Linked DNA regions of Mus musculus: all the other regions are linked to region 2. The links are chromatin contacts, called in public promoter capture Hi-C maps. All regions are on one chromosome and are shown on one strand. Each heading gives the region's core, a stretch centred on a gene start, on an enhancer-like site or on the middle of the called end of the contact. The rest is flanking DNA. Distances are from core to core; before and after follow the strand shown. Region 1 holds the start of Gns (glucosamine (N-acetyl)-6-sulfatase). Region 2 holds the start of Cand1 (cullin associated and neddylation disassociated 1). Region 3 holds the start of Frs2 (fibroblast growth factor receptor substrate 2). Region 4 holds the start of Cct2 (chaperonin containing Tcp1, subunit 2 (beta)). Region 5 holds the start of Yeats4 (YEATS domain containing 4).

What was found. Promoter capture Hi-C pulls out the DNA fragments that hold promoters and counts their contacts. Capture Hi-C pulls out chosen DNA fragments and counts their contacts.
Region 1: a contact with region 2 is called in a promoter capture Hi-C map of pre-B cells, with 4 times the contacts expected there. The contact joins the promoter of Gns here to the promoter of Cand1 in region 2. A contact is called at or near these places in 3 of 39 promoter capture datasets (the 3T3-L1 cell line, hippocampal neurons and pre-B cells) and 1 of 115 datasets of contacts at active chromatin or transcription factors (astrocytes).
Region 3: a promoter capture Hi-C map of pre-B cells shows a contact between it and region 2, with 8 times the contacts expected there. The contact joins the promoter of Frs2 here to the promoter of Cand1 in region 2. A contact is called at or near these places in 3 of 39 promoter capture datasets (liver and pre-B cells), 1 of 115 datasets of contacts at active chromatin or transcription factors (thymic regulatory T cells) and 1 of 9 other capture datasets (adipose tissue).
Region 4: a promoter capture Hi-C map of adipose tissue shows a contact between it and region 2, with 5 times the contacts expected there. The contact joins the promoter of Cct2 here to the promoter of Cand1 in region 2. A contact is called at or near these places in 3 of 39 promoter capture datasets (cranial neural crest, neutrophils and pre-B cells), 3 of 484 Hi-C or Micro-C datasets (CD4 T cells, CD8 T cells and neutrophils), 2 of 115 datasets of contacts at active chromatin or transcription factors (astrocytes and thymic regulatory T cells) and 2 of 9 other capture datasets (adipose tissue and liver).
Region 5: a contact with region 2 is called in a promoter capture Hi-C map of pre-B cells, with 5 times the contacts expected there. The contact joins the promoter of Yeats4 here to the promoter of Cand1 in region 2. A contact is called at or near these places in 4 of 39 promoter capture datasets (liver, neutrophils and pre-B cells), 3 of 484 Hi-C or Micro-C datasets (CD4 T cells, muscle stem cells and uterus) and 2 of 9 other capture datasets (adipose tissue and liver).

What each region holds. Positions count from the first base shown.
Region 1 is chr10:121,363,679-121,366,378 of GRCm38.p6, forward strand. It overlaps Gns (glucosamine (N-acetyl)-6-sulfatase), which reads left to right and starts at 1,412. Exons shown (of 14, transcript NM_029364.4): 1 at 1,412-1,680. The coding sequence starts at 1,513.
Region 2 is chr10:119,238,629-119,241,328 of GRCm38.p6, forward strand. It overlaps Cand1 (cullin associated and neddylation disassociated 1), which reads right to left and starts at 1,427. Exons shown (of 15, transcript NM_027994.1): 1 at 1,013-1,427. The coding sequence starts at 1,080.
Region 3 is chr10:117,147,159-117,149,858 of GRCm38.p6, forward strand. It overlaps Frs2 (fibroblast growth factor receptor substrate 2), which reads right to left and starts at 1,316. Exons shown (of 10, transcript NM_177798.3): 1 at 1,234-1,316.
Region 4 is chr10:117,062,461-117,065,160 of GRCm38.p6, forward strand. Cct2 (chaperonin containing Tcp1, subunit 2 (beta)) reads right to left here and starts at 1,392. Exons shown (of 16, transcript NM_007636.3): 1 at 1,246-1,392; 2 at 516-590; 3 at 357-422. The coding sequence starts at 1,248.
Region 5 is chr10:117,223,192-117,225,891 of GRCm38.p6, forward strand. Yeats4 (YEATS domain containing 4) reads right to left here and starts at 1,316. Exons shown (of 7, transcript NM_026570.4): 1 at 1,068-1,316. The coding sequence starts at 1,118. It overlaps Gm31963 (a long non-coding RNA gene), which reads left to right and starts at 1,295. Exons shown (of 4, transcript XR_872061.2): 1 at 1,295-1,376.

The DNA of each region.
Region 1 (2,700 bases), core at 162-2,661, 2.1 Mb after region 2:
TCACAGAGATCCTATACATTTTTATTGTATATTATATTAATTGTACAATACTGTATGTTATTATAAACTATCTGCTTTATTTTTAGATGTAAAATAAAAAAAAGAAAAATACTTTTCGAAGGTTCTGTGTCCAGTTGTCTGACAGATGTCTCAGTGGTTAAGAGCACATGGTACTCTTGCAGAGGACCCATGTCAACTCCCAGGAACCCTCGTGGTGCCTCACAACCATTTGTAACTCCAGTCCCAAGGGTCAGACGCTCTCGTTGACTTCCCCAGGAACTAGGCAAGCATAGTACACATACATGCATGCAGACAGACACTCATGCACATAAATCTTTTAAAAAGAAATCGCAAAGGTGTGAGTCCAACACACAATCAACTGGCAAATGGCTGTACCTTCTTTTGTTCTGCATAGAACAGTGCTCACTTGGTATATCGTGCATTGACCTCGCAGGAATCCCTAACAGCAACTTAACTTTTTAGCTAACTTAAAATATTTTTTGAGGTTTCATTCAACAAAGGATGTGTTGCTACTGGTCGTGCACTTCTTTTCTTTTTTAAGATTTATTTATTTATTTATTTATTTATTTATTATAAGTACACTGTAGCTGTCCTCAGACACAGCAGAAGAGGGCATCGGATGTCATTACAGATGGTTGTGAGCCACCATGTGGTTGCTGGGATTTGAACTCAGGACCTCTGGAAGAGCAGCAGTTAGTACTCGTAACCACTGAGCCATGCACTTCTAAGTTTCCAAGAAGGCTTGCAAAAACTCACCAAGTAGGACTGGCCAAGATGCCAAGGCACCTGCCGCCAAGCCTGAGGGCCTGAGTTAGATCCCCTGCACTCACTCCACAGAAAGAAAGCACTGACGCCCGCAAGATGCCCTCCGACCTCCACACACGTGCCGCGGAAGGTGCGTGAGCACGCAAAACCCACAAAAATAAATGTAAATTAAAGTGTGATTAAAACTTGAAACGTTGACCAGAGCTCCTAGCGTCGTAAAGACGTTCCTAAATTGTTTGAAAGTACATGCCAGCCGAGGAAAGTGGAATAACAACAGCTGAGCCAAATGAGAACTTCACCTCGACAGGTGAAAAGTCAAAGGACACAGGCAGAGCTGTCCATTAACCCCAGGACTGGCCGGGACTTTAACCAGCAGCTGATCTTGTGTTCACAGCACGTGCGCTGCTTCACTCTGGAGGGAAGATGAGCGGACTGACTCCTGTCTTCATCTCCGGTGCTCTGTCCTTCCTCCTGCAGCATCAGGAGCAGGCCTAACCAGTGGCGAGGCCAGGCTCCGCGCGGTCCTAGCTCTGTCCAGCCCTGCCCAGCGCCCGGGCTCTCCGCCGCTCCCCAGGCCCCGCCCACGGCCGCCCGTCACGTGACGACGCGCCCCGCCCCCTGCCCCGCCTCACGTGATCTCGCCTAGGGAGAGAAAGCCTGACCCCGTCTCCTGCGCTCACCGGCGTCTCTCCGCAGCTCTCGGTTCCCCCGCGGAGCTTGGCCGCCATGCGGCTCCCTTCGGCAGCCGGGCCCCGGCCGGGCCGTCCCCGCCGCCTGCCGGCGCTGCTGCTGCTGCCGCTGCTGGGAGGCTGCCTGGGGCTCGTGGGGGCGGCTCGCAGGCCCAACGTGCTGCTGCTGCTCACCGACGACCAGGACGCGGAGCTCGGCGGCATGGTAACTCGTGTCCACGCCCTCCCCTTGCCCCTTTGCTGGGCCGCTTGGCCGTGGGTGGCTGTGCGCGGTCACTCCGGGCCCTCCGGGAGCTTGGACGAGTCATGGGACCCGGCTTCCTCCCCCGAGCTCACCCACAGGCTCGCACCGTGCGCACGGTGCCTCCAGCCTGGACCTTACTGCTGCAGTGGACACTCGCCGCTCAGGGCAAACCTGTGGAGGCCAGTGATTGATTAGGGAGATCCGAGGCCACGTCAGCCCTCTTCACGGAGGACCTGGGACGTCGGCATCCGTGCTTCTGTGGTGGCTATAAAAGTGGGTTTGTAGGCTGTCGAGCTGTTATTGACAGAGAGTGTTTTTGCTTAAGAAGCATCAAAACCAAAATCAATTGGCCTAATCGAACAGTTGGCTGAGGCATTACTGTCAGGGCTCCAATTTAGGTCTAATGGGTGTTAGTCATGAAGACTGCATTTCCTTCCCAGTCACTTCTGCTCTTTCGAGGTTCCGGAATTTGACCTTTGGGAACATGAACGCCAATCTCCATCCATTGGTGCTCTAGGGATTTGCCCAAAGCACTGAGCGGGAGGAGGCAGATTAGGACCAACCCTCCAATGGTATTCCGTCCTGGGTCAGCATTGCTCTCACTAAAAAGGAAAAAGAAACAAGTCGAGACTCTCTCCCTCTTTCGGTTCTCCTTCTGCTTTCAGCTGATTGCGGTAGCTGTGAAACCTCTAAGCAGGAGGGTCCTACTTTTTCCTGTGTGGTCATTAACCCTGGCTCAATGTCCTTCAAGTTGCTGGTCCCAGCTGATCAGTGAGTTGTGAAATGAGTCTAGTGAGCCAACATTTTGGTTTTCCACGTGTCACATGTGATAATGGTTAGCAGAGCCTGTGTATTTCTGGGCTGGGCAGTAACACTTTGCCTTCCGCGAACTGTCTTTTTCTAGATGGTGTTCTGTTACCAATCCCCTTGGCCCTTCTCTATATCTACATAGATCCCATTCATCGCCTTGTTGCTGTTGTG
Region 2 (2,700 bases), core at 177-2,676:
GAGTTCACAGAACAAAAACCAAGCTCCTAGACTAATTTTAACCAAAGATTACTTGTTCTTTAGTCTAAATGCACACAAAACTGTACTATGGCCCAAGGCATTACAGAGGAAAACTTAGGTATCAAAAAAATAGCCTTTTTTCTTTTGACAGAGGGCTTATTTGTGAAGGATTAGGCGTGGTGTGTGTGTTAACAATCAGTGTAGCATGAAAAAAACAGACGAGGCGACTGTGTGAAAATATAACACCTTCGATATGCACGGGACTAAGAACCAATGGTCCAGGTCTTGCAGAACACAACTCTATGATTAAGCTTCATGGCTCACCAGCCTCTCTTTTCAAGATTGGTTTGCTTGGCAATCCAGCCCTCTGGCCATGACTCTGTATAGGGATGTGAGACCGAAACCCCAAGATCCTGCGTGGCTTTCACTCGGCCGGAGAAAAGTGACAGGGATGCTGGCGGGAAAACCCTGCAGGCCAAGTTTCCCCCCCACCAAGCCGGGCTCCCCTCCCCCTTCTGGCCACCTTCGCCAAAGAGAAGGATCCAAAGAGAAAGTATACAATCCAATCAGCGAAGGCCTCGGAGAAAGTTGATCGTGGCACCCATTTCCCATCCGCGGGAAAAAGCCAGGCGGCGGCTGAGTGGCTGGAGAGCGGCAGCTTGTCCCCCAGCGCCGGGATGGCCTGGCGCCTCGGGAGGGCCGGGGACTAGGCCCGGCCACCCGCCCGCCCGGGAAAAACTCCTTCCCTCCCGCGCAGCCCGTGCCTTCGGGCCCGGGCGCTACCTGGGACGCGTCCCTGGGGGTGGACAAAGGATGCGCCAGGGACGCCGGGACGCGGACCAGCCCCGGGCGGCCAGAGCGGACAACGGCCTAGCGGGGAGATGGGGGAGGGGGTGGCTGGAGACCCGCCGGACCGAGGGGTGGGGCAGGGCCTGTCGCGAGGCCCGGGCGGCGGCCGCCCTCCACCTCTCCCCCACCCCGAGGTGGGGCGAGGGTCGGATTTCAGCCTCACCTGAAGTCCTTGTCGCTGGATGTCATTTTCTCCAGCAAGTTGGAGATGTGGTACGAAGCGCTCGCCATGTTGCCGGCCTCGATCCCGCCTGCTGGCTCAGTGGCTGCTGGGCCCCGCGGCCGGGGCTCCTCCTCTCCTTGGCGGCGGCGCCCGCTTCCAGGGTCGCACCGCGACGCGGACTGGGGAAGGCGCTCCGACGCGACGTCCAGTCCCCGGCCAGACGGGGATGGGGAGGGGAATGGCTGCCCCGGGGGGGAGGTAGGGGAGGCCGAGAGTGAGTGACGGGGACGGCCTAACGACGGCGCTGCTCGCGGGGCGCCGAGCTCATGGGCGGCGGGACGGACGGCTTGGGCCTCGCCGGGAAGCCAGACACTTGCGTTCGGGCCGCCTCGCTCCCACTCCCTCCGCACTCGCTCCCTAGGGCAAGAGGCCAAAGCCCGCCTCCTTCGCTAGGAGGGCGGGGGCGGCCGACGCAGGGCGCTGCGGGGAGGCGGGGTCGGAGGTCACCGGGGCTGCCCGGCGCACTCTGCGCAGTCGCGGTTTACAGGGACGCTCCCGTTGGCCCGGCCGGCTGTCTGTCTTCGCACGGGCCGCCTTTCGGGCGGAATGGCAACGCCTCGAGGGGCTCTTCTCGCGAGACCTTAAAGCGACGGTTAAAGGACGGGCAGTGAGCGTCCAAGGCCGGAGTTCTGCAAACGCTCCTTGCTCCTCCCTGCGACATTAAGAAGGAAGGTCTATGCGTTTGAAAGCGCGTGGGGCTTGTGGGTGATGATGCTAAGAGCTGGCCTGGAGGCCAAGGGGTGCAATGGAAAAATGAGCTCTCTTTCCGAACGGTACGCGTGGCCGAAACTGTCCCCTAACAACCATGCTGTATGGTTGCCACGTGAGAACTACGACTCCCACAATTCAATTGGGGACACACGAAGGACGTGATTGGCTCTTTGAACCTGGAGTTTCTTTATTGGTTCCCGTGGTCGGAGAGAATGCTGGGATTTGCAGGCAGGCAACGCGGGTTATGCTAAATAAAATCTTTCCATCGGCGTGTGCTGTTTCTAAAGTGTCTGTTTCCCTGAAAACATCGCCCACTCCCACCCCCACCCCCGTCCTCATGTTGTTTTGGGCAAGCGCCTTGCAAAATTCAGTGTTTTGGTAGGGGCCTAGTCGAACCTTAGTACTAATCTTTGCTCCGCTAAAAGGCCTCAGGGCCACAGTTTGGACGTAATCCTTTTATTCATCCCGGAGCCACTTTTTTTCTGTTCCATTTAGGTCCTAGTAAGGATTCTCTCCCAATGCCAAACATGGATGGTGCACGCCTCTAATCCCTGATCAGTAGAGGCAAGTGTAGGAGAGCCTTGTGGGTCTCAAGTATAAAAGCTAGCTTGGTCTCTAAATCGAATCCTAGGCCAGTTAGGGGTATCTAGTGCAAACCTGTCGCAAATAGGGGAGGTGGTGGGGAAGTATCATTGCAGATTGTGCTCTGAGCCTACATCTTTCAATAGTCGGCTTCTGTGCACTTAGTTATGAAATCTAAGTTTTCCTATGTGCTCGGATACACCAACACAACCACCAGAGATCAGAGGTGACATGTACAACTGTTTGTTTACTCTCCAAGTTTCCCTAACCGTTCAGTATTTCACAAATAGCCCAAAGAAGAGTTGGAAGGATCAGAGATTTAGGTTTGGTTTGCT
Region 3 (2,700 bases), core at 66-2,565, 2.1 Mb before region 2:
AACCTTTTATCCGTAGTTTATCACCTAAACTCAGTTTACTAACAGTGCCTACAAGATTTTCTTCTCTAGGAAAGTCTCAGTTTATTGGAGTTAAACACTTCATATGCTTAAATCAACAAACACCTCTGTCCCGCTGTGGGAACACCCCCACCCCGCGTTCCCACAACTGGACTACACGAAGAACCTCCGAGGAGAAACTGAGGGAAATTATATATATATATATATATATATATATATATATATATATACATATAATATACATACATATGTGTGTGTATATATATGTGTGTGTGTATATGTGTGTGTGTGTGTGTATATACACACATATATACACATATATATAATTAGCTCAAGAAATGACAGTTCCAAGTATGAAAGTAAACAAACTGGGGTGAAAAAAAAGGATACAATTCTCCAGCCTTTTGCAGTCAACTTGTGCAAGGTCCCGACTGAAGTCTTAACAACTGTGACTTCGGATGAGCGCAGGAATTCGGAAGGCTGATTACAGAATAGCATGGTTTTTTTTTTTTTTTTAACGTCAGCAAGAACACGGGGAAACTCCTCTGAATCTACGAATCTCCTCAAATCTTTGTTTTTAAGAAGTAACTCCCAACAGTTTCAGTTTGCAAGGGAGCAAAGACCCTTCGAGGAATGGTACTGCCTCACTGACCGACCCTACGCAGGCATCCAGACCCAGTTAAGTTTCGAGCCGAGTCCAAATCGAACCTCCGGCGACCCCGACGCAAGCCCCGCAAGAGATCGCCAGCATCCACACAGGGAGCGCCCCACCCTCGGACTGACTACACCCCTGGGACACAGGATAATTACTGAGACGGGAAGAGGGGACAGATCCAAGAGGCGACGAAAGTTGGACACTGATGTCCAGTGCAGTCTGGCTGTCCCGGTCCCCAGCGTCCGAGTGCACAGACCCCACAGCGGAGGCACCGAGCCCACTTGCCCGATGCAGAGAGGGGGTCGCAGCGCCGACGGCCGGGCCCCGCTACGGAGTCCCCCCTCTGCGGGCGGCCGCGGCTCCGGGAACCCCGCTCCGGCTGCGCCCCGCCCACTCCGCGGCCCCGCATCGCGCCCCTTCCCGGCCCGCGGGCCGCGCGCGCTCCGCGGCGGCCGACGAACCCCTTCCCCGGATCCCCGACGGCTGAACCTGCAGCGGACAGCCGGGTCCGAGGCTCGCTCGCCCAGCGCAGGCCCCGCTCGGCGTCCCCGGCTACTCACCGTCGGCGCGAAGGCGCTGCGAGGGGCGCGGGGTGGCAGCCGCGGAGCTCCTCACTCTCCCCGCGACCTGACCCCCTGCTCGGAGCCTCGGCGCCTGTGTCTACAAGGCCTCTCTCCAGCCCGAACCCTAGACAAGCACTTCCGGGGGAGCGGGGGAGGGCAGGGGTTTGGCACCGGAACTGCTCCCAGGCTGGAGCTGCCAGCCCTCCCGGGAGGGGCGTGGCCTCTGCTCCGGGCGCCAGCGGACCCGCCCCCGAGCCCCGCCCCCGGGCTCCTTGCTAACCCCTGTGGTCCCGCGGGCCCCGAGCTACCGCTGGCACCCCTTATTTTAACGCCTGTTAGGATCGCTCCCTTCTACTTAATTCTACAGGGGCCCGGAGAATCTAATTTCGCCGAGCCCGGAGCATTCACCGGCTTGCCGACCGGCCGGCGGTGTTATCCTTTCTCGCTTCTGTCCCGCGTGAAAATGCAGTTGACATTTATCGAAGGAAGGCTTACGGCGTGGTAGACAGGGCATTTATTACGCGATTCGGTGGCGTTAACTCATTTAATAACCTTCAAACTCCTGGAAATTGGTGCTTTTATTCTCTGTGTCTTACAGAGAAGGAAATCGGCCAAAGTATCGGACTTTACCACATATGCTGGCTCTTGGTTTTACTTTAATTTGTGGTATGCGTAGAACTCTCATTTGCCCCAAACAAGACTTTTCAAATTATTCAAAGACGGGAGCCAAATTATTTCCCTATATGGGTCATCCTTTGCACTTTAAACAAAGGCTGAGATGATGGGCTATGCAATCTTAGTGCCAGGATCCTGTTTCTTTACATTTCACCCTGGTGTGTGTGTGTGTCGTGTTCATCTCTGGATTGTAGACGTTAAAAATAATATAATGCATAACGCAATAGTAAGCATTTCAAAGTACCCAGGACTGAGTACGTCCGCACAATTCTTATACCTAACCAGTAACTAGCAATAGAGAAGACCTGGGCACTTTTGAAACTTACCAAAGACAGACAGTATGAGAGCCTACAGAGTCAGTGTCAGGCAAAGAAGTGAGACGATCTTAAAAGATTTGCTCTGTCACAAAATCAAGAAACATCAAATATTAAAGGCAGGTTTTCAGTATGAAGCAAAGCCCCACATGGAAGAAAAGGGCTCAAACCTGACAAGCTATTTTGTTTCCAGCAGTCTAAAAAGGCTGAGGCAGGGAGAGTCCGGAGAGTTTCTAGCCAGCCTAAGCTTTACAGTGAGTTTCCAGACAAAGGTGGCCAGGACTATGAAGCAAGACTCTTGTCCAAAAAGAAGGAGAGGAGGAGGAAAAAAGGAAGAGCAAAAAAGAAAAGAGTTTCTTAGCATGCATAGTGTCTGTTAAATACTGCAGGGACAAGTGTTAAGACAATCTGCTTTGAGAAAGGCAGAGTAAAAGAAAACCCCTTATTACAAATTTAAGATGCAAACAATGCCATC
Region 4 (2,700 bases), core at 142-2,641, 2.2 Mb before region 2:
TAAGTGAACAGAAAAATACCAGCTACAGTGTACTTAGATATAATAATAAATAAATCTAAAAAAGAAAAAGAAAAAAAGAAAAAAGAAAAGAAAAATACCAGCAAGTTTTGTAAATGGTAACACTTGCTGCCACTGGAGAGGGATGTGAGATTGGGGATGGTAACACAGGAGAACGGTTTATAATTTGTAAGTTTTAGATTAAAAAACATAAATAAGAACATTGTTACTATCTACATTTACACCAAAGGCTTTAAACCATTATTAAAATTTTGGCCAGCCACTACTACGCAAGACCGCAGGAAAGCAAAATTAGAAACAAACAAAAGAAACTTCTAAAAATTCCCTATCTTTCTTACCATGCCCTTCGGTCCCAAAGTGCTCTTCACCAAGTCTCCAATGGCGATGGCACCGATAAACGACGACTTAAATTATAAAAGAAAAATCAGAAAAGGCGGTCAGAATTTACCCTCACAAAGCGTTGGATTTTATCATTTAAAAGCAACAGACGGGCTTACCAGGCGAGCTGTCTCGGCCCTCTCTTCATCAGCTCCAGCCTTGAAGATATTAACAGGTGCGAGGGAAAGGGAAGCCTAAGAGAGGAAGCCAACACACGCCGTTTGAATGCCAGTACTCGTTAACACCCGTCCAGGGCCTCTCACTAGATCGGGAAGTAGATTATCTAAAGGAAAATTGGTTTACCATCTAATTTCAGGAATCCGTCCTGGGAGTGGGGTATTTACTTAAATGGGGAGAGGGACGCTCATATGGGCGCCAGGAATAAATCATCACACCGACCCACTGGTCTGAATGGCAAAACTAAAGGCAACATTGGGCCGGTCGAGCACGGACCAACATAGCTACCTAGCTACCCTCCATCTTCCGCAGGCAAGCACGGCCACTCGCCCTTCCAGCCCCGCCCCGAAGAGGGCGGAGCCAGCAGGTCCTGCTAGAAACTTCTTCACTTGGGGTGAGGACCGGGGGTCGCCAAGGTCCCCTAGCCGAGAAACAGCCCTGATCTTACAAAGAGATGCTGACTTAGTGTGCGTTCCCCCTTCCCGTCCCGCGCGGAGAGCTCGGTCACCCGGTCCCACGCAGGCCTCATGCCCGGCCCGAGCCATGTGCGGAGGGGCCAGGAGGCGGCCGCTCGGAGCCTGCGACTCCGGTTAGACAAGAGGACCAGCGGGGCGGCAGGACACAGCGGGGCGGAGCAGGGAGCCTAAGTCCTTGGCCGAAAGCTAGGCTCACCATGGTTCCGACGGATTCCGCGTAGAGGAGAGAACCCCTCACAATCCGCGCCGGGAAGCCAGGCCGGGGAAAGAGAGAAAGGCGGAAGTGACGACACGCTCCGCCGCGGGGGGCGGAGCCGGACGCACGGGTTTCCGCCTCCTGCGTGGCGGGCTGGGCCGGAAGCGTAGCGGCTCGCTGGAGAAGGGGCGGGACCTCAGTTGGTGGCGGAAATCATTGAGCTGTGGGCGGGGCTAGGGGCGGGGCCAGGGGCGGGCTGCTTTAGAATAGAACTAGAGAACAAAGAGACAATGTACCGCGCGGGTTGCCGCGGAAACCAAGTTCCTGCTGACATATATTTTTAAAATATAATCTTTCAAAATTTGTTTTAAGGTCAGACGTACATTTTCAAGTGTTGCACACTAATCATTTCTATTATTTACCCTTCCTGGAGGCAACCATTCCCATTTTCGTGCTTATTTTTTCCTTTGGGAAAGTTATTTATCAATAGATTACTAAATGATTTTTTTATAAAGGAGTCTTCATTTAATCTTTCAGACATGATCTGACTGTGTAGCTCTGGCTTAGCTCGGAACTCACGTTGTGGACCCAGGCTGGCCATTCTGGGATGCTGCTTCTGCCCTACCTCAGCTTCATTTGTTTTCTCGGGGGGGGGGGGGGGCACCCTAATATAACTTACATGACTTCAAAGCAGAGATCAAGTCCTAAATATTCCAGTTTATCAAAAATAGTTTTCTCGGGAGCTGGAGCTATGGCTCAGCGGTTAAGAGCACTGACTGCTCTTCCAGAGGTCCTGAGTTCAATTCCCAGTAACCACATGGTGGCTCACAGCCATCTGTAATGGGATCTGATGCCCTCTTCTGGTGTGTCTGAAGACAGCTACAGTATACTCATATAAATAATAAATAAATAAAACCTTTAAAAAAATTAGTTTTCTCGGGCTGGCGAGATGGCTTAGCAGTTAAGAGCACTGATGGCTCTTCCGAAGGTCCTGAGTTCAAATCCCAGCAACCATAGGTTGGCTCACAACCACCTGTAATGAGATCTGATGCCCTCCTCTGGTGCGTCTGAAGAGTCAGCTACAGTGTACTTATGTATAATAATAAATAAATCTTTGGCTCAGAGCGAGCAGGAACTGAGTGGAGTTGACCAGAGCAAGCTGAGGTCCTAAAAATTCTATTCCCAAGAAGGCTCGCAACCATCTGTACAGCTACAGTGTACTCACATAAATAATCTTTTAAAAAAAGAGAGAAATGGTTAAAACATACATAGTCTAGGGAAAAGCCCCAAAACTAATGCAAAAAAAAAAAAAAAGTTTTCTCGGCGCTAGCGAGATGGCTCAGCGGTTAAGAGCAGTGGCTGCTCTTCCTGGGGTGCAGAGTTCAATTCCCAGAAACTCCATGGAGACTCACAACCATCTAATGCCCTCTTCTGGCATGCAGGTATACATGCAGA
Region 5 (2,700 bases), core at 66-2,565, 2.0 Mb before region 2:
ACTACAGGCCTAACTTTCTCAAGTTATCCTGAACTACAAACTTCCAGATTTAACTTGTGCAAGTAGAGAAGAGTTTTCCCATGAACCTTTTGCTCTGCAATCACTTCCTACCATCCCCAAGCCTTACCTAAAACCCTGGGCAAATGCACAGCTCTACAAAGCCTCTTATACTAACACAGACTTTTACCTGGTATTTCTTTCTATTGCATTTCAGGGCTTTAGGATTTTCGATGATTTCTCATCTTACATATACTGTTAAGGCAGCTATGGATATATAGACACTATGATTAAGGTAATAAAAATAATATGACACCGATGAGGATTTTAAAATTTTTGTAGACTGATGTGATTTCTTTTAAGGAAAAAAAAAAATCCTTTCTGTGATAAGATCTGTAAGTAGAAGCCCCTTTTAGGGGCACGGGGAGAGCATCCTGAACCGGTACCTTAAAAAATAACCAGCAGGGCTGCCTCAGAGGTTAAGAGCACTGACTGCTCTTCCAGAGATACTGAGTTCAATTCCCAGCAGCCACATGGTGGCTCACAACCATCTGTAATGAGATCTGATGCTCTCTTCTGGTGTGCCTGAAGACAGCTACAGTGTACTCATATACATAAAAATAAATTTTAAAATTAAAAAAAAAAGTAACCAGCAGATGTAGGAAGGTGGGAGGGGGTGGCGAGCTGGAGGGATGGCACACAGGGAAGAGACGACTGCAGCTCAGGCTGGACAGCACACCTACATGGTGACACCTGACAACCGACTCCTGCAAGTCGTTCTCTTACCTCCACCCCTATTAATAATACACATATAGATGGGAGGGAACTGAGTGTCACAACGTCCAGTGTTAAGCAACCTTCACTAAACACGAACGAAGCTAAGCGCTCTTTGCTGACTTTATCAGCACGGGGCTTCGGGAACGACAAGACGGACGAGCCTATCCAGGGTCTGCGACTGATGCCCTAGCCACCCCGGCACCTTTGTGTTTGGCGGTGCGGAGGCGGTGACGAGGACTCGGGGCCCAATGAGCGCCGAGCTTCCGCCCCGCGCGCCGCGCCTGCGCACTGACCTTCACTCTCCCGCCGGAGTCAGGTCCAAATTCCGCCATTCTCTTGAACATATTGTCCCCGGGAAGGAGCCGCGGCGGCCAGGGAGAGAGCTCAGGCCGGCGGGGTAGCCGCTCCCCTCACGAGCCGGAGGAGGGCGGGTCGCCTGGGCTCGGGGAGCCGGACAGCCACCTCCTCCACACGCGCCGCGTCGGGGTCGGCCATTCAGCCCCGAGCTGGGAGAGCCGAGCGGAAGGGCGGGGGAGGGCGGCGGCGCATGCGCAACGGGCTCAGGCAGACAGTGCGCACGCGCGAGGCTGCAGCCTTCCCCGGTAAGAGCCTGATGAGCTGTTGCAGCGGATAAAGAGAGATGGGGATAAATTTTAGGCAGAAGTTAAGGGTAGGGAAGCACCAAAATGGTGAACGTTTGTAGCTTTAGGGTTGAGATAACCCCACACACTTCAAGATGATAGACTCTGGAATCAAAGCTTCTGATTGGGCAGGTCAGATAACTGGGCGTGGGCTTGGTAAAGAATATGCTGCCAAGCCTTGTGACCTGAGTTCGATTTCCAAGGCCAACATGATGGCACTACAGAAATGACTCCACTTCCCGCTCTTCATGGCTCAATCTGTTCTGCTGGCCATGTTCAGTCTGACTTTTCCAGATTCGTCGGGAATCTGTTTTCTCCCTATCTACAGTAAAAACCTCCTAAACCATGCCTAAGAGGGTCATGTTCTTATTTTCACTCACCATTCTTCTCTCTCATACCCTTCCCCAGTTGGAACTCTTCTTTCCAACAAGCCCCCCTCCTACTTTCATGCCCTCTTAGTTCGTGACCTATTGGCTTTAATTGGCGTTTCCTGTCCTACTATGGATGTGGGATTCTTTACCGAAGCAAGAGTAATTTATCAGTGGTACCTTACTAAAGAAAATGGCATCTCTTTCCCAAACAGTCATGAATTTTCAATAGTCCCTCTGGGAAGGGTGAGGCCCCTGGACCCCTCCCGCCATCCATGTTGAAATGTTAACATGCAATCGCAGGTCCTATGCAGATAACCGCAGCTGCAGTAAGTTCATGAGTGCAATGGCCACGTTGTGGCCAGAAGGTGTCGTTTTTGATACATGTCTCTCCATTCTCTGGCTCTTTATACCCTGAAATATTCCCCAATCTTGGAAGGAGTGGTACAACTGTCCCGAATAGTGCTAAGCACACCACCATCTCTTATTCCTGGGCGTTTTGGCTAGTTTTGGGTTTCTGCATTAACCACTGCTCATTGCAATAAACTTCTCTGATGAAGGCTGGGCACAGCACTAATCAATGAGAATAATCAGGAGACCGAGAAGCGAATTTAACAGCATGGTCAATCAATTTTTGCTAATTTTTAAAGAAAAGATTTATTTTATGTATGGGAGTACACTGTAGCTGTCTTCAGACACACCAGAAGAGGTCAGCGGATCCCACTACAGATTGGTTATGAACCACCATGTGGTTGCTGGGAATTGAACTCAGGTCCTCTGGAAAAGCAGCTAGTGCTCTTAACCACTAAGCCCCCAATTTTTGCTAATCTTTAATAAAAGTATTTTTTTTCACTGTATTATCTATTGAGAGAGAGAAAGAGAGAGAGAGAGAATGAATGTGGGTCCTAGAGATCTGG